2 separate regions of the Mus musculus genome follow, and region 1 is linked to region 2. The links are chromatin contacts, called in public promoter capture Hi-C maps. All regions are on one chromosome and are shown on one strand. Each heading gives the region's core, a stretch centred on a gene start, on an enhancer-like site or on the middle of the called end of the contact. The rest is flanking DNA. Distances are from core to core; before and after follow the strand shown.

Evidence for each region. Capture Hi-C pulls out chosen DNA fragments and counts their contacts.
Region 1: a contact with region 2 is called in a promoter capture Hi-C map of adipose tissue. The contact joins two enhancer-like sites. A contact is called at or near these places in 19 of 39 promoter capture datasets (the 3T3-L1 cell line, 3T3-L1-derived adipocytes, the C10 cell line and 11 more), 15 of 484 Hi-C or Micro-C datasets (the AML12 cell line, the C10 cell line, the C2C12 cell line and 9 more), 2 of 115 datasets of contacts at active chromatin or transcription factors (double positive thymocytes and trophoblast stem cells) and 4 of 9 other capture datasets (adipose tissue, embryonic stem cells, liver and 1 more).

The regions. Positions count from the first base shown.
Region 1 is chr9:119,034,147-119,039,837 of GRCm38.p6, forward strand. Ctdspl (CTD (carboxy-terminal domain, RNA polymerase II, polypeptide A) small phosphatase-like) reads left to right here. Exons shown (of 8, transcript NM_133710.3): 7 at 3,215-3,400. Among named protein-coding and RNA genes, the nearest start is that of Mir26a-1, 5.2 kb to the left of the region's middle. Within about 2 kb of position 3,170, at least 62 of the 459 cell types and tissues checked have an H3K27ac peak or open chromatin away from gene starts, as enhancers often do. A contact at or near this core is called in adipose tissue and granulosa cells, where this site is marked.
Region 2 is chr9:118,948,322-118,954,265 of GRCm38.p6, forward strand. All of the region lies in intron 1 of Ctdspl (CTD (carboxy-terminal domain, RNA polymerase II, polypeptide A) small phosphatase-like), which reads left to right. Among named protein-coding and RNA genes, the nearest start is that of Ctdspl, 25 kb to the left of the region's middle. Within about 2 kb of position 1,685, at least 21 of the 459 cell types and tissues checked have an H3K27ac peak or open chromatin away from gene starts, as enhancers often do. A contact at or near this core is called in adipose tissue and granulosa cells, where this site is marked.

The DNA of each region.
Region 1 (5,691 bases), core at 1,920-4,419, 87 kb after region 2:
TTTACCTCTGGCACATTGGTTTCTTCTTGTCTAATTGGGGATAATTCCATCTGCCTGTTAGAGTTCATTAAATGAAATGGCCCATGTGAACGGCTCAGCACAGCCCCAGATTCCCATCAAGCAGACGTTCATTGAGCCCTCACTGTTCTCTGGGCACTGCCATGGACACTGTCGCAGGGTAAACACTCCTGATGTTCAGTATTTACCATCATAAGCACCAATAGCATCCAGACAGGCTTCACAGGTGAGTTGAAAGCAGGCGGAGTAGACCCTAGCTCGCTCTCCCAAATCCTTTCTGTGCCGACCGTGACTCTCGCAGAGTCAGTCAATCCACTTAGCAGAGGCACCTGGGTCTTCATGGGTACCTGGAAAACTCTGAGTGGCCCCAGAGATGAGATCTGTGGTGTGCAGAATTCCGGGAGCCACTAGCAGCTCCCTCCCCCACGGCCTGCCTGGGATAGCACCCATCCTCATCTGCCTGTTGGATCTTCGACCCCAGGTCTTCAGCCCCACTCTGCTGGCTGGGGCATTCCTGGCTGGGTCTATACTCTATGCTGACCAAGGCAAGAGCCACACATTCTGCTCCACCAGCGTCGTCAGCCAGCCTCAATGGGAGCTGCTAACGAGTGATCCCGAGCCTGGGTTTTGATCTCATGTACACAAAGCAGAACACGGCCTCAAGGAAAACATAGTCGTCCCCAGTGGTGTCAAGACTAATTGCGTGAGCAGCTTCAGTGGTGCTCGTGACGCCGCTCCGGGATGCTGAGGAACCTGAAGTAATAAGCAGCCAAATAGCGAGCGAGCGGGAAGATTGCACCCGAGCGCCGGACTGAGGCTTGGTTTTTGTGGTTTTTTTTTTTTTTTTTTTTTTTCCTTAGCAAGATTGAAAACTCTTCCTAGGCAGGGTCCCCAGTGTTCACTTAAACATCCTTGTCTGGGCCGCTCTTCCTGGGCTGTTCCCACCTGCCCCACCATCTGTTTCTCTAGCCCTGCTTCAGAGTTATTCTTGCCTGCAGAGCCAAACCCAGTTCCCAGCTCGGCCTCAGCCTTCCAGCCCCAATGGTCAGGTTGGACTGGTGGTCGGGGTTCCAGCTCTGGCTAATGAGTTTAGCTCAGCACTCAGCCAGCAGCTTTTGTATACTGCCTCCCCGCCTCCTGCTGGGGCCTGCAGGGACAGCGCTCCGACTCTCAGACTGCTATGGTCTGCTGGTTTGTCATGCATCCTTTGGTTCATTCGCCCCTCTTGCTTAGTAGGGCACCAAGGAGAAAGGATGAACCCCCGTGTCCGGTGCCTGTAGTCTTCATCCCGGTCTTGCAAGCCAGGAGCCCCTAGACACTAACCTAAAAGATGATCGCCAGGACTGGAGAGATGGCCCAGCACTGGCCACCTTTGCAGAGGATCCAGGTTCAATCCCCAGCACACACATGGCAGCTCACAACTGTCTGTAACTCCAGTTCCAGGCATTGGATCCAATGCCCTTGCCTGGCCTCTGTACACACTGTATGCATACATGACGCCCACACATACATACATGCAAGCAAAGTACACATGCACATAGGTTTTTTTTTAATCGTATAAAAAGTATAAAAACCAAAGGCTGATTGCCACACTGACGGTCGCAGAGGAGAAAAGGAACCCTCTTTTTCCATCCGCGTCAACCTTCTGTAGACGGCTCACATGCCCCTTCGCCCATCCCTCAGAGAGTGCTCTAAGCTGTCTGGTCAGCAAGAGATGAAGCTGCTCCCCTTGGGATTCCTTAGAGCCAGAAGGACTTTCCCAGGACCCAGCCACAGTGCATTCTACTGTGGCCTTCGTGACTCAGCCTCCGTGTCCGCTCCCTCCCTGAAGGGGTTGCCAGCCCTGGGGCTTCCTGGCTGTGTGCCTCGCTCTGACCTCACTGCTGAGTTCAAACCTCAAGTGAAGCCTGCAGGAGGAAGTGGGGATGGGATGAGATGTGCTGTGTGCCTCCGTGTGTTTACTCCTAAGGCAGTGGGCAAACCGTGGGAGTTCTAAGTAGGCCTGGGGTAGGATGTTCTATGTCCTCCAGTGGATACGCTGACAGCTGTGAGGTAAATGGGCAAGGACAGGAGGCCCAGCAGGAAACAGGAGCCTCCCAAGTCAGGAGGCCTGGTCCTGGAAGATGCATTAGAAATAAAGGTGGGAGTCGAGATATTTTTGGAGAGGAAACTGATAAGAACTTTCTGATGGATCCTGTGGGAGAGAACTGTAAGAATGCAGTGCTTTCTGACACAGGTAGAGAGGGAATACCACAATCATAAAACGCTTCCAGTTATTTCAGGGCCTTTTTAAAAAGTGGTCCAAGAGGCTGACGAGATGATGAGGCGGCTCAAGGCACCTGCCACACAAGCCTGGCCGTCTGAGGTCAGTCCCTGGAACCTGCCTAAAGGTGGGAGGGAAAAGCAATTCCCTGAAGTTGCCCTCTGACCCACGGGTGCACATCATGGTGCACCTGTGAGCGTGCACGTACGCGACAATGGGAATTTTTAAGTGAAAGGCGAGTATGTCTGAGAAGAAGGTTTAGTTGGTATAAATATTGCTAAGCATCAGCAGGGAAGCAGAAAGCCCGTGTGCCCCTGCCGTCCAGCACTGGGGCAGCAGAGGTAGCGGGGACCCTGGGGCTTGCTGGACAGCCAATTTACCTGAATCATGAGCTGTGGGTGTAAGGAGAGACCCTGCCTCAAAAAATAAGGCTGAGAACAATAGAGAAAGACATCCGATGCTGACCTCTGACCTCCCCACGCATGCACACAAGCACACGCACGCACGCACACACACACACACACACACACACACACACATGTCCGTGCACACACATACACAGACATGCACCAAAACAAGGAGGAATGCTAGGCCATTTCTTGCAGCTTGTAACTCTGTCTGCTTTTCTGAATGCTCAGAAGAGCATGCTTCCCTCCCCCTCCCCCCCCCACCCCACCCCCACCCCCATTCAGCTTCCTTAACTTCTTTTCTCTAGCCTCTTCTGGGCAGCTGCCAAAATTTACAGCTTGCCAGACCTGGGGTTTTTTTTTTTTCTTTCCAAATCTAATAAAATGCACCAAAACAAAACGTCAGAGCCTGATGTGGTGAGTCACCACAGCCCGCAATCTCAACACACAGGAGACTGTGGCACAGGAGGTCCCAGTCTCGGGCCCCTCCAGGTGCCTCGCCTTCACCGAGACTCTGTCTTTCTAGTATGCAGACCCTGTTGCCGACCTCCTGGACCGCTGGGGTGTGTTCCGGGCCCGACTCTTCAGAGAATCCTGCGTGTTCCACCGTGGGAACTATGTGAAGGACTTGAGTCGCCTGGGACGGGAGCTGAGCAAAGTGATCATCGTGGACAATTCTCCTGCCTCCTACATCTTCCATCCTGAGAATGCAGTAAGTCATCCCAGGGGAGGAGCTAGAGGCTCTGTCTGAGCTGCAGCCTAAATGCCAGTTCTGAAACATGGGCTCAGGCGCACTCTGGGCTTGGCTTCTTTTTTTTTTTTTTTTTCCAGATCTTGATTCAGCCACTTAGTGACAACATGACTGTTTAACCTCCCTCTTCATCCACAAGTAAGATGACAGGGACACTGCTCTCTCCTGAGAGTGTTGGAGGACTCAGTGCTTAGACCCGTGCTCAGGCCTGGCAAGTGCTCAGCACAATGACTCTCCAGAGTGGGCACTGCCAGTCAGTCCTCAATGTCACAGAGCTGCCCAGATCCGTATGACCTCTCAGACTCAAGGGTAACCCCTCAACAGAAGTGTATCTTCCACAAGAATGAATAAAGTGATTCAGAAATGGCTTGCCATCGGACCATCAGCTCTGCCACCTCAGAAAGATGCCATAGAAGCCCAGTCAAGAAGGCTCCCAACATACAGCTCCCTGGAGCATAGCCACCCTTGGTGCCTGCTCACCAGGATGGCATGGCTCTTAGATCAGGGGTTGGTGCCCTCTGCTTCATACTGGGCTCTTCCAGGAAGAAGAGATCAGCCAGGATCACCACACCAAGCCAGATCATGCCCTGAAACACACATGCTTCTTGGGCTCACCCAAGCCTGCAATGAAAACACTATCTTCCTCCTCCTCCTCTTCCTCCTCCTCCTCCTCCTCCTCCTCCTCTTCCTCCTCCTCCTCCTCTTCTTTTTGGCTTTTCGAGACAGGGTTTCTCTGTGTAGCCCTGGCTGTCTGGAACTCACTTTGTAGACCAGGTTGGCCTCGAACTCAGAAATCTGCTCACCTCTGCCTTCCAAGTGCTGGGATTAAAGGTGTACGCCACCACGCCCAGCTGTGAAAACACCATCTTCTAAAGCCCAGAATTCTGTAGCTCCCCTTATAGTAAGGGGAGAAAAACTATATTCGGTTGAATGGTAAAAATAAAGTCAGACTGCCTTACAGCTAACTATGTCTACATTGCCAGGTGTGGAGGTACACACCTCTAATCCCAGCACTGGAGGCAAATGAGTTCTCTGAGTTCAAGGCCAGCCTGGGCTACATAGTGAGACCCTTTAAATTAGTAAATAGGTTCATGTCATCAAGTCAATCAAATGCCACGTTCTGCACCTGGCTGTTGTCTCTGATAGATAAGGAATAAGCGCCCTACAGACTCTGCAGCCTTCCCACACACCACATAGCCATTTCAGGTCTTATCTGCTGGACAGACACACTGTGCATCTTGTCCCTGTAAGTCAGGATCTAAAGAAGGTTCATGCATTGCTTCAATTAACATATCTGTTTTTCTTTGATATGATCCTTTCTTCTTCTCAATCGTTTATTTGTTGAAAGTTTACTAATTGTCTTAGGGGAATTTTCTACATTCTGTTTTTGTCTAGTTGTTAGGACTTAGTAATAAGTGTTTTTCTAGCCCCTTTACCTCCTGCAGGCGAGCAGCTAGACTTCCTATCTACTATTTGATTAAATTCAGGCTTCTGTTTAAATTTTTTCCTTTTTATGGCTTTATTTTTTACTTATTTATTTAATGTATATTGTATATCTATTTAATGAGTATACTGTAGCTGTCTTCAGACATACCAGGAGAGGGCATCAGATCCCATTACATATGGTTGTGAGCCACCATGTTGCTGGGAGTTGAACTCAGAACCTCTGGAAGAGCAGTCAGTGCTCTTAACCGCTAAGCCATTTCTGCAGCCCTTATGGTTTTATTTTTAATTACCTATTTGTGTTTATGAGAGAGAATATGCACATGGGTGCAGTACCTGTGGAGGCCAGAGAAGGTGTCAGAGCCCCTGGAGATGGCGTCACAGGTGGCTGTGAGCTGCCTGACGTGGGTGCTGGGAACTGAACTCAGGCCCTCTGCAAGAGCAGTACATGTGCTCTTAGCCACCAAACCATTTCTCTGGCTCCTCTTTTTAATTCTTAAAAACTTTATTTCATTTTTACTTACGTGTGTGCGCGTGTGCTTGCTCATGCACACATGCAGTACCCAGAGAGGCCAGAAAAGTGCAATAGATCCCTGGAGCTGGTGTTAGAGAAAATCAAAGGTCACTTCATGTAGGTACTGGGAACTGAACTCAGGTCCTTTGGGAGAGCAACATGTCTTAATGTCGGAGCCATCTCTCTGGCCCCTTCTTTTTTCTTTTCTAACAACAATATGTCATAGGCAAGACCATTGATGTTCAGTTGTTAGAGAAGTTACCTAGTAAGGCCCAGGGTTCAATCCCGAGACTGG
Region 2 (5,944 bases), core at 435-2,934:
AGAATAAGGTTCCCAGACATGTTTTCTGAGGCTCAGCATGACCTTGATATCAGACCCCGACACGCACTTTCGACACGAGGAAGACCCCACGCTGATCTCTTCTGAATGAGGTGGAAGGTCACCAGCACTGTTACTTGCAGTAGGCTTTTACCCACCTTCCGTCCAAGGTCTCACACACACACACACACACACGCACACACACTAAATAAAAATGTCCTAAAAGTACTTTTTAAAAAGTGCATTTGCCAGACATAACCCCCTTGAGGCACAGGTAATGGGCACAGTGTACGTAATAAGCCCCACAGCAGGGACAGGGAAACAGTTGTGGTATTTACTCCCAGGATTCCTCGCAGTCACAGAATGTAAGGCATCCACTTGGATGCGTGCTGGTGAGGCACTGGGCCTACAAAATGCCAATCATACAAGACCAGGTATCCTGCAGTCTCTGCTGAGCTAACCCTTAATACATCCTTCTATCATGTGACTGTGTGGGCACAGACTTGCTTCTATTGCTGTGATAAAACACCATGGCCGAAATCAAATTAGGGAGAAAAGGGTTTTCCATCTTACTTGCCCTGGTCACCCTCCATCATTAAGGGAAGCCAAGACCACGAAGGAATGCTGCTTCCCGCCTTGAGCTCCATGGCCCACTCAGCTTACTTTCTTATATACCCAGGACCTCCTGCCCTGAAGTATCACTGTCCACAGTAGGCTGGCCCCTCCCACATCAATCACTAATCAAGGGAAAGCCCCCATCAGACTTGCCTGCAGGCCAGTCCGATGGGGGCATATTCTCCACTGAGGTTCCTTCTTCCCTGATAACTCCAGCTCACGTCAGGTTGACAGGCGAGTGTCACAGTGTACACAGAGACCTGTCTGAGGCACATCACGTCTGGGTACTGAGATGCTAGAGGACAGTTATTTTCTTCCCGATCTTCTGTATTATTTAAAATGTTTGCATGAGCACGCATCATTCCTACAAAAATAGCCAAACTTTCTAAGGAGCTTGGCAGGAACAAGATGAGAGGGAGGTAAAGCAAGGAGCGTGTGCGTGCATTTTGTTGTGTCCTAGGGAACAGTGGGGAAGGAGGATTTGAAGCTTGGGGAAAAGGGTGGTAGTCAACAGGGTGGAGAAGACTTGGGGCCTGCAGCATAGAAGTCAGCCTTAAAGGGACAGGACACCCAGTTCACGAGGGAAGAAGAGATGACTGAAGGTAACGGGAGCTCCAGAACTCCAGGGAAAGAGAACTGAGAGTGGCTATAGTCCATGGCTTCTGGTTTTCTTGGTGAAACGGGAGATAACCATTTGCTGAGGATGGGAACAGAGGAGAAATAGAGACATGGTGAGGTCTCCAGGTTGTGGCCAGCTGGGCTGGTGGCACCAGGTCTGGAGCTATAAACACTGTACTGGCAAGGAAGCCAAACAGTATTCTGGGCAGCCGTCCTCTAGAGGAAGGGTGTGCTTGGATCTGTGCAGTGGAGAGGCATGTGTAGGAGACCCTCCCAGGGGAAAGAATTCAAAATACTCAGGAGAGACACTGAAATGATAGGCCTTCGACTCAGGATGCCAGGGGAAACAGTGAACTGAAGAAATACTTCAGAGGAATTTGGAATGTGTATCCAAGAAGCCAAAGGTGCCTAGTGAAAGTGAGGCTTTAGAGTCTGACGTATCGAGGGAGCTCCTGAGGACATGGAGGCAGCTAGGGAGCTTAGGGCAGGTGCAGAGTCAAAGGTCAGGTCTCTGTCGCGATGTGGGAGGCTCGGTGGTCTTAGTCAAGGATGGACCGTTTCCAGATGTGCTTTGGCCTTTTGGAGAAGAAAATTGCAAAGCAAGAACTGAGATATTAGCTCCAAGGGTGGAAGAAAACGAGCGCTCAGAAGAGGCTCTGTGAGCCAACTTCCCCAAGGGAGGCTCTGGGGCAGCAGCATCACTCCTGACCCTCCCTGGAAGGGCGGGATTAGCAGCTGAGGGAGGCGTGGTCTCAAAGGGGAAACCGGATGCTGCCTGAACAGCATCCTCTTAGAAAAGGGGGAAAAGTGGGGTGTACACGGGTGGGCACACAACCCAAAATGAGAAAGGAGGTTTGAAAAGAAGCAGTGGGGAGCCAGGGAAGGGGACTGAATGGCAAAGGGTAATACGAATGCGGGTTTTCCAAAGGAAATACTGAACCAAAAGAATTACCCATAATTCCCAGAGTGTGCGACCTTTTCCCACTAAGTTCTTCTACTGTAGCTCCCACCACCACAGTGGGTCTCAGAATCAACCTGACCTCTGTCCACCTCACAGTCTCTCTCCCTAGCTGAGTCTGGGTGCTCGCCACAGCCCCACTTCCAACATGTCTGTCCTTTTTGGGCAGCCACAGGCATCTTCCCAAGGCGCCATTTTCCTTGGTCACGTCTCTGCCCCGGTTCTGTCATGCCGTGTCCGATGTCAGCCAGAAGCCCCCTTGCCTTCCCTCCTGCCTTGTTTCAGAGCTGTCTGGTTCTGCCAAGGTGCCTTTTCACCTCCTACCCCTCACTTCCCCACAGCCTCACTCTGGAGTCTCTGTACTGTGAGTAGGATGTCTGTCTAACAGGGTAACCGCCCCTACCCAGAGTGTCCTGTTACCAAGACCCCACAGCCTGGTCCAGCCCATTCTGACCTTTGCCCTCCCAAGTTCTCAGCTGATCTCTCCTTCTGGGGATTTGCATCCTTTAACCATCTGGGTAGGAAGCACAGGGTTTAGAGACGAGAGGAACCTAATCCCCTGATCCTACTGAGGAGGAAGGTTGGGAGGCCAAGGAATGTCCCCATGGTCAACCAGCAAGCCAAGATTTAAGCCCCATTTTCAGACCTGAATGCTACTTGCTAATGGAAGTTACCTTTGTAATTCGTCTTCCTACCTCCCAACCCCCCATGCCTCAGGAAGTCCTGGAGGCCCAAAGCAATGGTATACATCAGAATCACTGGAAGTAATTTCTGCCAATCTAGACAGTCTGTACCTAGAGGGGACATAGCTGGCCTGTTGTCTTTGCCTCCCATCTGTAGGAGCTCTGAGATTACAGATGTTTGTTCTGCCCCGTCAGGCTTCTATGTGTGCTCTGGGGATCTGAACTCACGTCCTTGAGCTTGTATGGAAGTGTTTTACCCTCTGAGCTGACTTCTCGGTCCCGAAGAAGTTGAGACTGATTGACTAGGTGACCCTCGTAGAGCCAGCCACTGCCTTTGGTTTTATCCCTTCTCTGGAGCCTTAGTATCAGCCTTGCAGACTGACGTTCAGAGGCAATGGCACCACAGAAGCAGCCCTGGCAAACCCGTATCTAGATTCCTGTCCCACATGTGACAACCATAGCTCTGGGCAGCACTTGTGAACCTTCTCAGGCTCACACCATCCTGGCTCCCAGGTTTTATCTTATCCACTCTCTGATGTCCCTCAGAGCCAAAAAAAAGTGTCTGTCAAAGTACTTTCAGGCTTAATCTAGCAAATATTGAGTAGAGTTCTTGTTGGTTCCGTGTGTGTGTGTGTGTGTGTGTGTGTGTGTGTGTGTGTGTGTGTGTGAGAGAGAGAGAGAGAGAGAGAGAGAGAGAGAGAGAGAGCATGCCAGTGGTCTACAGCCAAGGACACCCAAGTCAAGCAGACCTGGCCCAGAAAGTCTTGGAGGAGATAGGCTCTGTGTGGTGACTGTGCAGTGCCTCAGCACTGGTAAACTAACTGAGTTTATATCCCAACGTTCCCATTTGACCTCCCGCTGCCTCTTTTTCCTCATCTATAAAATGAGAATAAAACTCATTAAAGACCATCACAGTTATTATAAAAATAAAAATATTCCCTTCCTTCCCGGGATGGACTATCAGATCCACACACACAAGGCATTCGGTACGTTTCGAGTATTCCGTGAGGGCTTGCTGTTATGATTGTTTCGTGAAAACCGTGAGGAACGAGGAGACTCCAGAGAACACTCTGCTGCCGGGTACTGGACGGGAGGTTATCAGTCCCTGCCTCATTGCATGAGCACACATCAGAGGAATGACTTTCGGTGTGGTAACAGCTCTTCACAGCACTGTGGACCGCCGAAGACAAACATGCTAGGTATTTGCCAAGGAGAAGGTCAGGCCTTGCATAATTTAAGAAACACACAGCCTTTCTGCACTCCGGGGCTTTAATAAGTTGGCAGTTATATAACGGGCTGCAACAGTGCAGACAAACGAAGCCAAAGATGGGGGTCGGGGTGCTGGGGCAGAGGCCATGATGGACGAAGGGCAGGGTGCAGCTAGGTCTCGTACAGTGTACATTAAGGAGATCCAGTGCTTCCCATGCTGACGTATGTGTTAGCCTGGTGGTCACTGCCAGGCTATTACTAACGGGAGGTTTGTAAGTTGGTCTTAAATGTGATAGATTCCCAGTGCTTCCTTTCTCCTTGGTAATGTTTGTAAGCCAATGTAAGATTGCATCACCGTGTCAGAGTGACACCCTGAAGACTGCTTGGTTTTGGTCAACTACCATAAAACTGGACATCTCTGGAATGAGGGAGTCTCAATTGAGGAGCCGCATCTGTCAGGTTGGCCTATGGGCAGGTCTCTGGGGGGCGTTGTCTTTGGGCAATGCCACCCCCTACATGGAATTCGGAATGTGGATCCAAGAAGTCAAGGGTGCATGGTGAAAGCGGGGCTTTAGAATCTGACGCATTGCAGGAGCTCCGGAGGGCACAGCAGCAGCTAGGAGAACACAGGATTGGTGAGGAGTTGAAGGTCACTGCTGTAATATGGAAGGGAGGTGGCCTTGGGGGTATACTGGAAAGCAAACTGAGGGAGACATGAGGAGCAAACCTGTAAGTGGGTTTGCTCAGTCTCTGCTTCCGTCCCTGCCTCCGGGTTCCTGCCTCCAGGTTCCTCCCCAACTGCCCTTCTTCATGGACTACAAGCTGCGAGGTGAAATTAACCCTTTCCTCCTCAGGTTGATTTTGGTTATGGTGTTTTATCACAGCCATAGAAACTCAACTGGGACAGGCACAAAACTCAGTCCAAAAAAAGGTTAGAGGCTGAGGGAGGGCTCAGTGGGTAAAACACTTATACAAGCCTGAAGCCGTGAGTTTAGATCCTCAGAGTCTACGAGGACTCAGTACTCCTGTGGGGAGAGAAAAGATGGACAGGAAACCCTTGGACGGTCCCTGGACAGCTAGCCCCGTATATACAGCAGTAGATGAAAAAGTAGGGCGAACACCCCCAGAGGTTGCCCTCTGACCTACACACCCACACACTATGGCACACTCACACCCACACTCACGTGAACACACACACATCCTCACACCTATAGTGCATACACACTTGCAACTGAAAGGCATTTCATGATGCACCCACAACTTGGATTGATGTCAAAGCGTAGCCTTCCTGTGTCGCCTGCTGATCTGGCCTCCATGGGTGCCTCAGACAAGTGGTGCTCGTCTCCTGGTTGCAAGCATGGGAGAGGTTAAGCTAGGAAGCAGACGCCAGTGTTCGTCTCTACTTGGAGGCGGGGGGGGGGGGGCAGAAGATGTGAGCCCACAGCACTCACCAAGTGGTCTCGTGTGTTAATCACAAGATCCTCAGACCACCCCGTGTGAGTCAACCGGTACCTTTTGAGAAGGGATGGGCTGGTTTACATAAACTGTTTGCAGTTACTCATACCATAAAGCTCAAAATTTCAGAAACCGGGGAGCTGGTTTATTTCTAGAACCATCTGTAGGGTAAGATTCAAGTTCATATCCAAGGAGTTGCCAGAGCAGCTCAGCGGTTGCCAGGCTTTTGGAAGAGATACTGAGACAGAGGGTGGGGTTCTGGACTTGGGGTAGGGCAAGTGAGGGGGCTACAGCCCACCAGGCCATGCGGGAAGTTCTGCTCTGCCTGCACGCCATGAGCTACCATCCCCCTTAGCAAGAAACTGCCGGAGAATGAATTAGTCCCTGGGAATGGGGAGGTCCAAAATAG